Regions from separate parts of the Mus musculus genome. Here region 2 is linked to region 1. The links are chromatin contacts, called in public ChIA-PET maps. All regions are on one chromosome and are shown on one strand. Each heading gives the region's core, a stretch centred on a gene start, on an enhancer-like site or on the middle of the called end of the contact. The rest is flanking DNA. Distances are from core to core; before and after follow the strand shown.

What was found. ChIA-PET counts read pairs in DNA pulled down with a chosen protein or histone mark.
Region 2: a contact with region 1 is called in an RNA polymerase II ChIA-PET map of memory CD8 T cells, with 16 read pairs. The contact joins the enhancer-like site here to the promoter of Drg2 in region 1. A contact is called at or near these places in 6 of 484 Hi-C or Micro-C datasets (the G1E-ER4 cell line and embryonic stem cells), 3 of 115 datasets of contacts at active chromatin or transcription factors (effector CD8 T cells, embryonic stem cells and memory CD8 T cells) and 2 of 9 other capture datasets (adipose tissue and pancreatic islet).

What each region holds. Positions count from the first base shown.
Region 1 is chr11:60,451,941-60,456,346 of GRCm38.p6, forward strand. Drg2 (developmentally regulated GTP binding protein 2) reads left to right here and starts at 2,651. Exons shown (of 13, transcript NM_021354.2): 1 at 2,651-2,803. The coding sequence starts at 2,740.
Region 2 is chr11:60,303,177-60,307,582 of GRCm38.p6, forward strand. The region is part of intron 1 of Tom1l2 (target of myb1-like 2 (chicken)); the gene reads right to left. Among named protein-coding and RNA genes, the nearest start is that of Gm38501, 47 kb to the left of the region's middle. Within about 2 kb of position 2,640, at least 95 of the 459 cell types and tissues checked have an H3K27ac peak or open chromatin away from gene starts, as enhancers often do. A contact at or near this core is called in adipose tissue, memory CD8 T cells and pancreatic islet, where this site is marked.

The DNA of each region.
Region 1 (4,406 bases), core at 1,401-3,900:
ATTTTAAAAGCTGTAAGCCTAGGTTGGGTAGAATTTGAAGTATTCTAACTTACCTCCCAGCTGTATGTCCCTTGTAACTTGCTGGTTATTTTCAGGGTCCATTTCTCCTAGCCACAAGCTCATGATCCATCTCCTCTCCTGACAACTTCATCCTCTCTCTGTCTCCTTCCTCGCTTCTCCATTGTGGCCCCTACCTGTGACCCCAGCCTGGTAATTCAAACTCCACCTCTCTCTATTCTCCCCAGTAATTGGCTATAGCCATTTTATTTAACAGATAGTTTTAAATTGGGGAGCAAGATTTGCACAACAAAGGCTGTTGAACATAGGAATTTGTCTTGGGACAACCATTTTCTTGGGATACAATTTTTAGTATTTGGATAAATAACAGATACTTGCCACCAAGTCTGACCATCCCAGTTGGAGCTCCAGAACCTACATGGTAGAAGGAGAAAGCAGACTCCCAAAAATTGGTCTTTAACCTCCACACAACCATACTTCACCACAAAATAAATAAAATGTAATCAAAAAAATCTTAAAGGCAAAGAGAGAGAAAGACATCAGATGTTAGCCTCTGGCCTACACACACACACACACACACACACACACACACACACACACACACACACACACACACACACACACACATATATTCATCCCTAGCATACAGAGAGTAGCACTGGGCATCACTAGTCTGTAGTCCTTGTCTTATGTGTGATTAGAATCCATCCCATCTAGAACTGGAAGCTCTGGGAGAAGGGATAGGGCTCTTTCTACACCACGTACTGTCCTAAGGCTCCTGATTTGGCAGGTTCTTCTAAGCACTAAACACACGTCAATCACTGTGTTATGTTTGGGTTACATCAGTAACTCAGCAGAATGGGGTTGTTGTGTTGTTGAGTCATGGGCCTTACTGTATTCTGAACATTAACTCTCTGTGTCCTCTGTGGTTTTCTCCAGTGTCTTTGACCTTGCTGAAGTATCTTTTGATGGACAAGTTAAATATGTACATAGAGCATAGTGACCTCTCCCTGTGCAAACCAGCCCCATCTCCACAGATCTGCATGGACAGTGGAGCTCACAGCTGGCTTCCAAGACTTAGGTTTGGAGGAGTCGGATCTTCCTTGAAGGAAAGGCTAGCTGCCTTTTCCTTGATCTTGAGGTAGGCCCAATTCTCGGGCAGGCAGCAAAAACAAAACAAAAAAATTAAGGACCATGGGATCATGAAGCAGACAGCAGAGAAGATGTTAGCATTCTTGGAAATTGAGCCATTTCCCCCAACTGTAAAGTCAAAGTGAGCTTACTTCTGGGGTTACAAGGTGGTGGTAAAAGATTCCAACAGCCATATTAGGAAGGAGTTGATGGAAGGGGTGGGGATAGGGAATAAAAGAAGTGCAAGATACAGGTATATGAATGGAAATGTTATGGGGCTAGAGATGGCCCAGTGCTTAAGAGCACTTGTACTTGCAGAGGGCACAGGTTTGACTCTGGACCCCTATGGTGGGACACAAGCATCCCTCCAGATCCAGGCAATCTGATGCCCTCTTCTGACCTCTGCAGGCAACAAGGAAGACATGCATGTGGTATACACATACATGTAGGCAAAACACTTATACATGGAAAATAAAACATCTTTTAAAATGTTATAACCCATTATTTTGAATGCTAATTGTTTTTTAAAAGGAAATTTGAGGCAGAAGGGACCTGAGGACTTGGGCCTGGGCTTCTCAGGCCTTCTCATCTGCATTGACCACCCCAGCTTCCAAAATGCTCCATCACCTTTTGATACCCACTCAAAACATCATATAAACCTACCACACTTAAATCGTACTACCTTGCAGAAACAGCATACACATCTACTGCATTACCATGAGGGTGTGTAGACTTGGAGTTCACAGCCAGAGCTTCATTCTATCTTGGCACTGTCATTTAACAGCTGTAATTTGCAATACCTATTCGGAAACTGCAATGCAAGCGAGACTGGTGACCCCATGCACTTTGTTCTTGAAACAGACATGTTCGATTCCCAGAACCCACGTGGTTGTTCACCACCGTCTGAAACTATACTTTTAGGAGATCTGGTGCCCTGTTCTGAGCTCCACTGGCACATGCACATGGTGTACATACATATATGCAAGCAAAACACACATAAAATGAATACATCTAATTTAAAAATTAAAAAAACAAAAAAACAATACCCCACATTAAAGCTGGCATTAAGTGCTCTTAACGGCTGAGCCCAGTTTTGAACTTTTCGTTTGCTTTCCTATCTGACACTGATACTAGCTGTGCAACCCAGCTGACTTCAAATTCGCAGCAATCCTCCTGCTCCTGCCTCCTGAGTACTGGGATTAAAGGTTACTCCAGCAGGCTAGACCCCAAGACTCTTTTACTGCCTTTACAAAATGGGAGCCTTAAGACTTTCTGCCCATCTCCTTTTCTGTCACTATCAAAGAGAAAAGAGATTCCCCCTCTGCTTTGCAAACTCAAAGCAGTTTGGGGTCTGGTCCTAACGAACCAAAGTCAAGACCCGGATGCTCATCGCAGCTGGACGAGGTAGGAACGGATGGTATCTGCTCTCCACGTGGTGTGCCCGGACTCCGAATCTCGTAGCACCGGGAGCTCGGGAGGACTCCATTCTTGGTGCGCTTCCTGGTTCTGACTGCTTTGCTTCCGGCATTAGACGTGAGCGCTCAGCGCTGTAAGCTATAGGCAGCGTGAATCTCCGCCGAAGCTGCAACTATGGGGATCTTGGAGAAAATCTCGGAGATCGAGAAGGAGATCGCTCGAACGCAGAAGAACAAGGGTAAGGGCGGGATCGGAGGGGTCTCCCTTTCTACCCTCCTTGTTTTTCTTGTCTGTAAAATGAGGGGACAACTGGAGCCACCACCGAGGCCGGAGAAACACCGGGGAAGTGCCGAGGCGTGCGTGAGGCGGGAGCGGGCACATTCAGCGACGTGATTTCAGGGTTCTTGAGAGATCTGATCTGTGCTGGACTCAGTGTTCAAGTAGAGAAACCTCAGCGCGCACAATAAGCCCGTGACCCAGAAAGGCAGTGTCGGAGATTTTCCCCTAGGGTCCTGGCAGCTGGGCCTTCATGCTGAGAAGGGCAAGAGAAGACATCTCACAAAACAGCTTGTCCCGGCAGACAGGCAGGCGCCAGCGAGCTAGTGTCAAGGAAGTAGGGACTGGAGAATTTGTCCACTACGTTCTTGCTATGTAACCTTGTAAAGTCATGTCAGTTTTTGGCGACCCAATGTCCTCATCTGTGGATAGGGATAACACCCGCTCTGTTGTGGTTCACATGTGCAAAGCCCTTGCCAGAGTGATCACCTAATATTTAAAGTAAACCACCCCAAATACACAACACCAAGGAAGCATCAAACTGTGAGGGTTGGGGATCAGTGGAGAGGTGGGACTGCCAAGCAGTGTCTAGCCTTGGTGCTTTCCCGAGTCTTGAAGAAATGTGGTGACAGAGTTAGTGCTGCTGCCCTTCCTGTTCGGATGCACAAGGCTAAGTGACCTTTCCAGGCAGTAATGGCAGGGTGGGATTGATCTGACTTAAATTCAGGCAACAGCAGGTTCATAGGTCCTGAGGCAAGGATAAAGTCAGAGAAGGGTGGAAGGAGTTGGGGCAGGACAGCTGAGGTCCTCAGTCTCAACCATGTCCCTGCTATCATGCGGATTCGGTAAGACCTGAAACAGAATTCCTTCTCAGTAACTTAACCCTGTTCCCCAGAATTTGGAAGCAGTATGGTAACCCTAACAATACTTTTTTTGGTTTGGTTTGGTTTTTGGTTTTTCGAGACAGGGTTTCTCGCTGTAGCCCTGGCCGTCCTTGAACTCACTCTGTAGACCAGGCTGGCCTTGAACTCAGAAATCCGCCTGCCTCTGCCTCCCAAGTGCTGGGATTAAAGGCGTTCGCCACCACGCCCGGCCTGACAATACTATAAAGGAGAAGGAAAAGGGACAGGTGTACAGTGAAACAGTCTGTTCTCCCTCCATGAGTGCTGGGTGATGTCAGGAGAACTAAGCACAAGGTACCCATCCTCTGCCTGGGGCCGCAGTGATGGGACGTGTGCAGGGAGGCTGTGTGGCCTCCTGGATTCCGTCAGGGGCTGATCACAGCATGGCAAATTTGTGTATGCCACAGTGTCCCCTTCTTCCATGAAGTGGTGCACCACATGGAATTCCAGCACTACAGAAAGTGCCCTGTGTCCATAGAGAAGCAGGGCAGACCTGAGGCCTTCAAGCCTGACCCAGGTTTTCTCTGGACGTCTTCAGGATGTGACAAGTCACGAATTCAGGAACTTCCCGGCTGTTCGGAATTGGTTCGTGATCTTTAGGGCAGCTACCAGGAGAGAGTAAAGCTCCAGAGTGAGCAGAGAGCAGCCCTGTGACCTTCTGTC
Region 2 (4,406 bases), core at 1,390-3,889, 150 kb before region 1:
CTACTAACAGGAATGTTAAAAATAATATGGATGCTCACGAATAGCAAGACAGTGGCCAGGCCTAAGGTGAAGTTGTTACCTTGATGTGCAGCAGCTCTCTAGGAAAAGCTTAGTTCTGTGCATTTGTGAAGACCCCCAGCACAGAGAGCTGCCCTGACTCCATGCCTGTATTCAGGGAAGGCAGGAGAGTGGGTCTCACTTGGATGCTCTGATCTGAGCCCATGCTGTTCTTCTCAAGGCCCTAGAAGACAAGGCTGTTATATGCTACCCATCAGGCAGTCATTCTGCTGAGCTACCTTCAATGCACCAGACCTGTGAACGCATAAGCTTTATTTAGCTCATTTTTCTAACAACTCCCACCCCAAATTGGTTGAGGTGGTGCTAGGGAACCAGCAAATCAAAGACTTGCAAGAGTGATGAAAAGGGGAATCCAGGCATCTATAGCAACACAACTACACACTTGGCAGGGGAAGAAAAAGACAGGAGCACCTCCTCCTGCCAGCAATACCCACCAGACCCTGCCAACAATACTCAAGGGCTCATGCGGGCCTGCACCAACTAATTCCATCACTTGTCTGAGATAATAGCCCTCTCAGTATTCTCTTGCAAGGAGCTCCTCAACGTGCCAGGAAAACTTTCTGTGGCAAGTGTTGCTGCCTCACTGCCCTGGGCCACCCTCCCTGCCTCTCTCTGTGATGGTACAAGTCAAAAAAAAAAAGGGGGGGGGAAACTTAAGGTTTTTTGTTTGTTTGTTTGTTCTGTTTTTTTAATAATCATTTACTTCCAATGAAAATAAAGCAAAGATGACCATGAGCCTGGAATTATAGTTATTTTGTTTTGTTTTCGAGACAGTGTCACTATGAAGCCTTGGCTGACTTGGAACTCACTATATAGACTAGGCTGACCTCAAATGCATACATATCTACCTGAACCTAATATGTACTTTACTGTTCATTTATTAATCCATGATATATGAATGACTGTAAGCCAGGTGTTGTGGCACACATCTTTAACCCCAACACTGGGAAGGCAGAAGCAGGAGAAAGTTCAAGGCCAGCCAGGTCTACAGAGTGAGTTCCAGGACAGCCAGGACTACACAGAGAAACAAGATTTAATTAATTAATTAAAAATCTATCACTCCTCAATGGCCGGTCAGGTCTAATATGAACACTGTGCGTACTAATTACGGGCTCTATGCTTTCTACACTTTTAAAGACTACAATTACCCTACTTACCTTACCTGGATAAGACTTATAATCATTTCTAAGTCATTTCTAACCCAAGAAAACCTATGGAGAAAATGAAATTTCAATACATTTTTGTTTCAAAAGTAGAAAGGAAAACCAAGAACTCATGAGAACAGGCAGCACTCATTCCCAGGTCAGCCAGGGCAGTGATGCGGTCCCTGGACAGTGCTAGCAGCCTATTATACGGAGACAGGACCTTCCACTTTAGAGGATCCCTTCAGAAACGGTTTGACTATGCTGAGCAGCTAGGTTTCCTTGGGTAAGGAAGTGAGGAGGTATATATTTTGGAACAAGATAGGTCCAGAGTCAAACCTCACTTAGGGGTTACTGGGATACTGGGCACAAGGGGTGCACCTCAGTAGCAGCATGCATGCCTGGCATCCCAGGACCCTGGGTTTCACCCTAAGCCCTTTACTCCAAGCATACACACGTATGTGTGCATTGACCTGGATATAGGCATGGAGCTTTATTCCCTTGATTCAGTATCTCATCTGTAAAATGGGACTCACAATATTAACAAGGATGAAAATGATTCTGCCATTTCCTTGTATACCAGAATCGCCTGCAGAGTTTGTTTAAAATGTAGATATGTGCATCCTGAGCCCAAAGATTCTATTTCAGTGCATCTGATGTGGGGCACAGAAATCTGTGGGGATTTAAATTATTTTTCATTTTTAATTACACAATATGTAAATATATTTCTCCCTTGTAAAATATTAAAACATTACCTTATCAGTTATGATTGCATTCAGCTGCAAGCAATTAAAAACCAACATTTGCTTAAGCAGATGGGGGTTTATTTTTCTCGTGGAACAAGAAGAAATCTTGAAGCAGGTAGCATGAAGGTACAGTGACTTGAGAACTATGTGACTGTCATCATCTACTTGAGGTTACAAGACAGTGGCTGCTACCTGAAAGCCCATGAAACAGGAAGGGAGAGGGTACAAAGGCTGGGGAGTGTCCACTTATGAAGGAGTGCTCCCCTAGGAGTCTTCAGCTTACAGGCCAGAGTTTATAGGTGGCCACTCCTAGCTACAAGGGAGCCAGAGAAGGTAGTATCTTAGCTGGGCAAAGCCACTCCAAACAGAACCAAGGTTCTATCAGTGCACTGGTTAGGGCCTGACACACACTAGAGCCACCTGGGTTGAAGGAGTCTTAACTGAGGTTGCCCCCATCACAACTGACCTGTGGGCATTCTGTGGTACACGTCTCTGGGACATTTTCTTGATTGCTAATTAATATGAGAGGGCCCAGCCCACTAGGGCAGTGCTACATATAAAAAGAACAGCTGAGCAAGCCAGAGGAAGCAAGCCAGTAAGTAGCCTTCCTCTGTGGTCTCTGCAGTAGAAAGAAAACTAGGGCGGTATGGAATAAATGAGGAACAGTAACTGGGTACCTGCTGAGCAGTTTCACTTTCATTACAGAGAAAGGCTACATTCTCTATGGTGCGCCCTCTCCATCAATCCTGGCTTCGTGCACATTTTAAAGAAACTCTTCAGGAGATTCTGGTGCCCCCTTAAGCAGCTTTTTGGGAATTACTGGCAAACTTACACAGAGGTTTCTACATGCCTTGAGAGTTCAGCTCAGTGCAGCTGCAATTCGAAGTAACTCATGAATATTTACTCTGATCTTCTTTCCCTTCTCTAGAAAACTTAACCTGTTGTTACAGCCACACCTCACGGAGGGCTGGCTGCAGATGGGAGACAATAATGGGATGTGGGAAATTATCAGCTCGTTTTAGAAATCAAAACCCAGGGATGTGCCCTGGGCCCAAAAACATGAGGCTGATGGGGACAACAGCATCACCCACAAGGTGACTGACCCCCTACCTAGAACACAAGGGTCACTGTGCGGATGACGACTGAGTCAGGGACAGGGAAGTGGTGAAGCCAGAGCAGGCAGCTGTGCGTGGAAATAAAAAATAGTTCACAGAGTTTAACATGTGAAAGGTATACCTGTGCAGACGAAACCTGTGCAGACGAAACGCCCTCCTCCCACCCCCCCGGGAAGGCAACCCCACAACCTCTAAAACCTTAGGCTAAAACAGGCAACTTACGCCTGGCTCTTTCTTTTACTTAAGAAAAAAAAAGATTATTTTATTTTATTTTTATGTGTATGTATATATAACTACTGTATGTATGTGTACCATGTGCATGCCTGGTGCCCATGGAGGCCAGAAAAGGAGTACTGGGTCCCCTGGGTCACAGACGGTTGTGAGCTGCCATGTGAGTGCTAGGGACAGAACCTAGGTCCCCTGGAAGAACAATGAACACTCTCAACCCTGAGCCATCTCTCCAGTCATCTGTTTTGGTTTGGGTGTATGAGGAGGGGCAATTTCTAACAAAAAGACGATTTCTTTGATCGATACACAGGCATCTGTAAGCTTAGCTATAGGGATCCCAGGTAGGAAGATTATTTGAGCAAAGAACCAGAGACGAACTAGGAAAGGTAATAAAACTTCATCTCAAAAGAGATAAAACTTTCATTTTAAGATATATCCGTAATTTTAAATTTTATTTTATTATTTTATGTGTATGGATTTTTCCCTACTCAGATGTCTGTGTAGCATGCGCATGCAGTACCCAAGGAGGCCAGAAGAGGGTATCGAATCCACTGGAACTGAGTTACATAGAGCTGTGAGCTGCTCTGTTGATTCTGGGAATCAGACCCAGGACCTCTGGGAGCCATCACTCCAGCACCCATTTTATTTTATTTACACACAGAGAATTTTTTTAATTACTAATGCTATCTAGTCATCAAGAATAACAGGATAGTTTTTAGAAGGCCTTTGGTGGGTCAGTTCATCCACCTCTACGCCATAGCTCACATCTGGCCTTTGTGTACAATTATACAGCAAAAAAGGGCTGCAGCCAAAGCAAGTGTGTGATTATGTATGTAGGACAGCACGGCAAGGCTGCTGACTATGATGGCAATGTTTTGACATCTGAAACAACGGTGATTTAACAAGGAGAAACAATCCAGAATAAAACACAGGCTCAAGGTCCCTGTGGTTTGCTGATGGACGTGCTGTAAAGGCCAGTGGATTTATTACTCAGCCACTGTATTGCACTCAGCTGCCAAACTACCCTGCACACAGCAATTAGGGTGGAACTCAGGACACTCCATGCATTACATATAAAGCCTCTGAGAGAAGCCAAA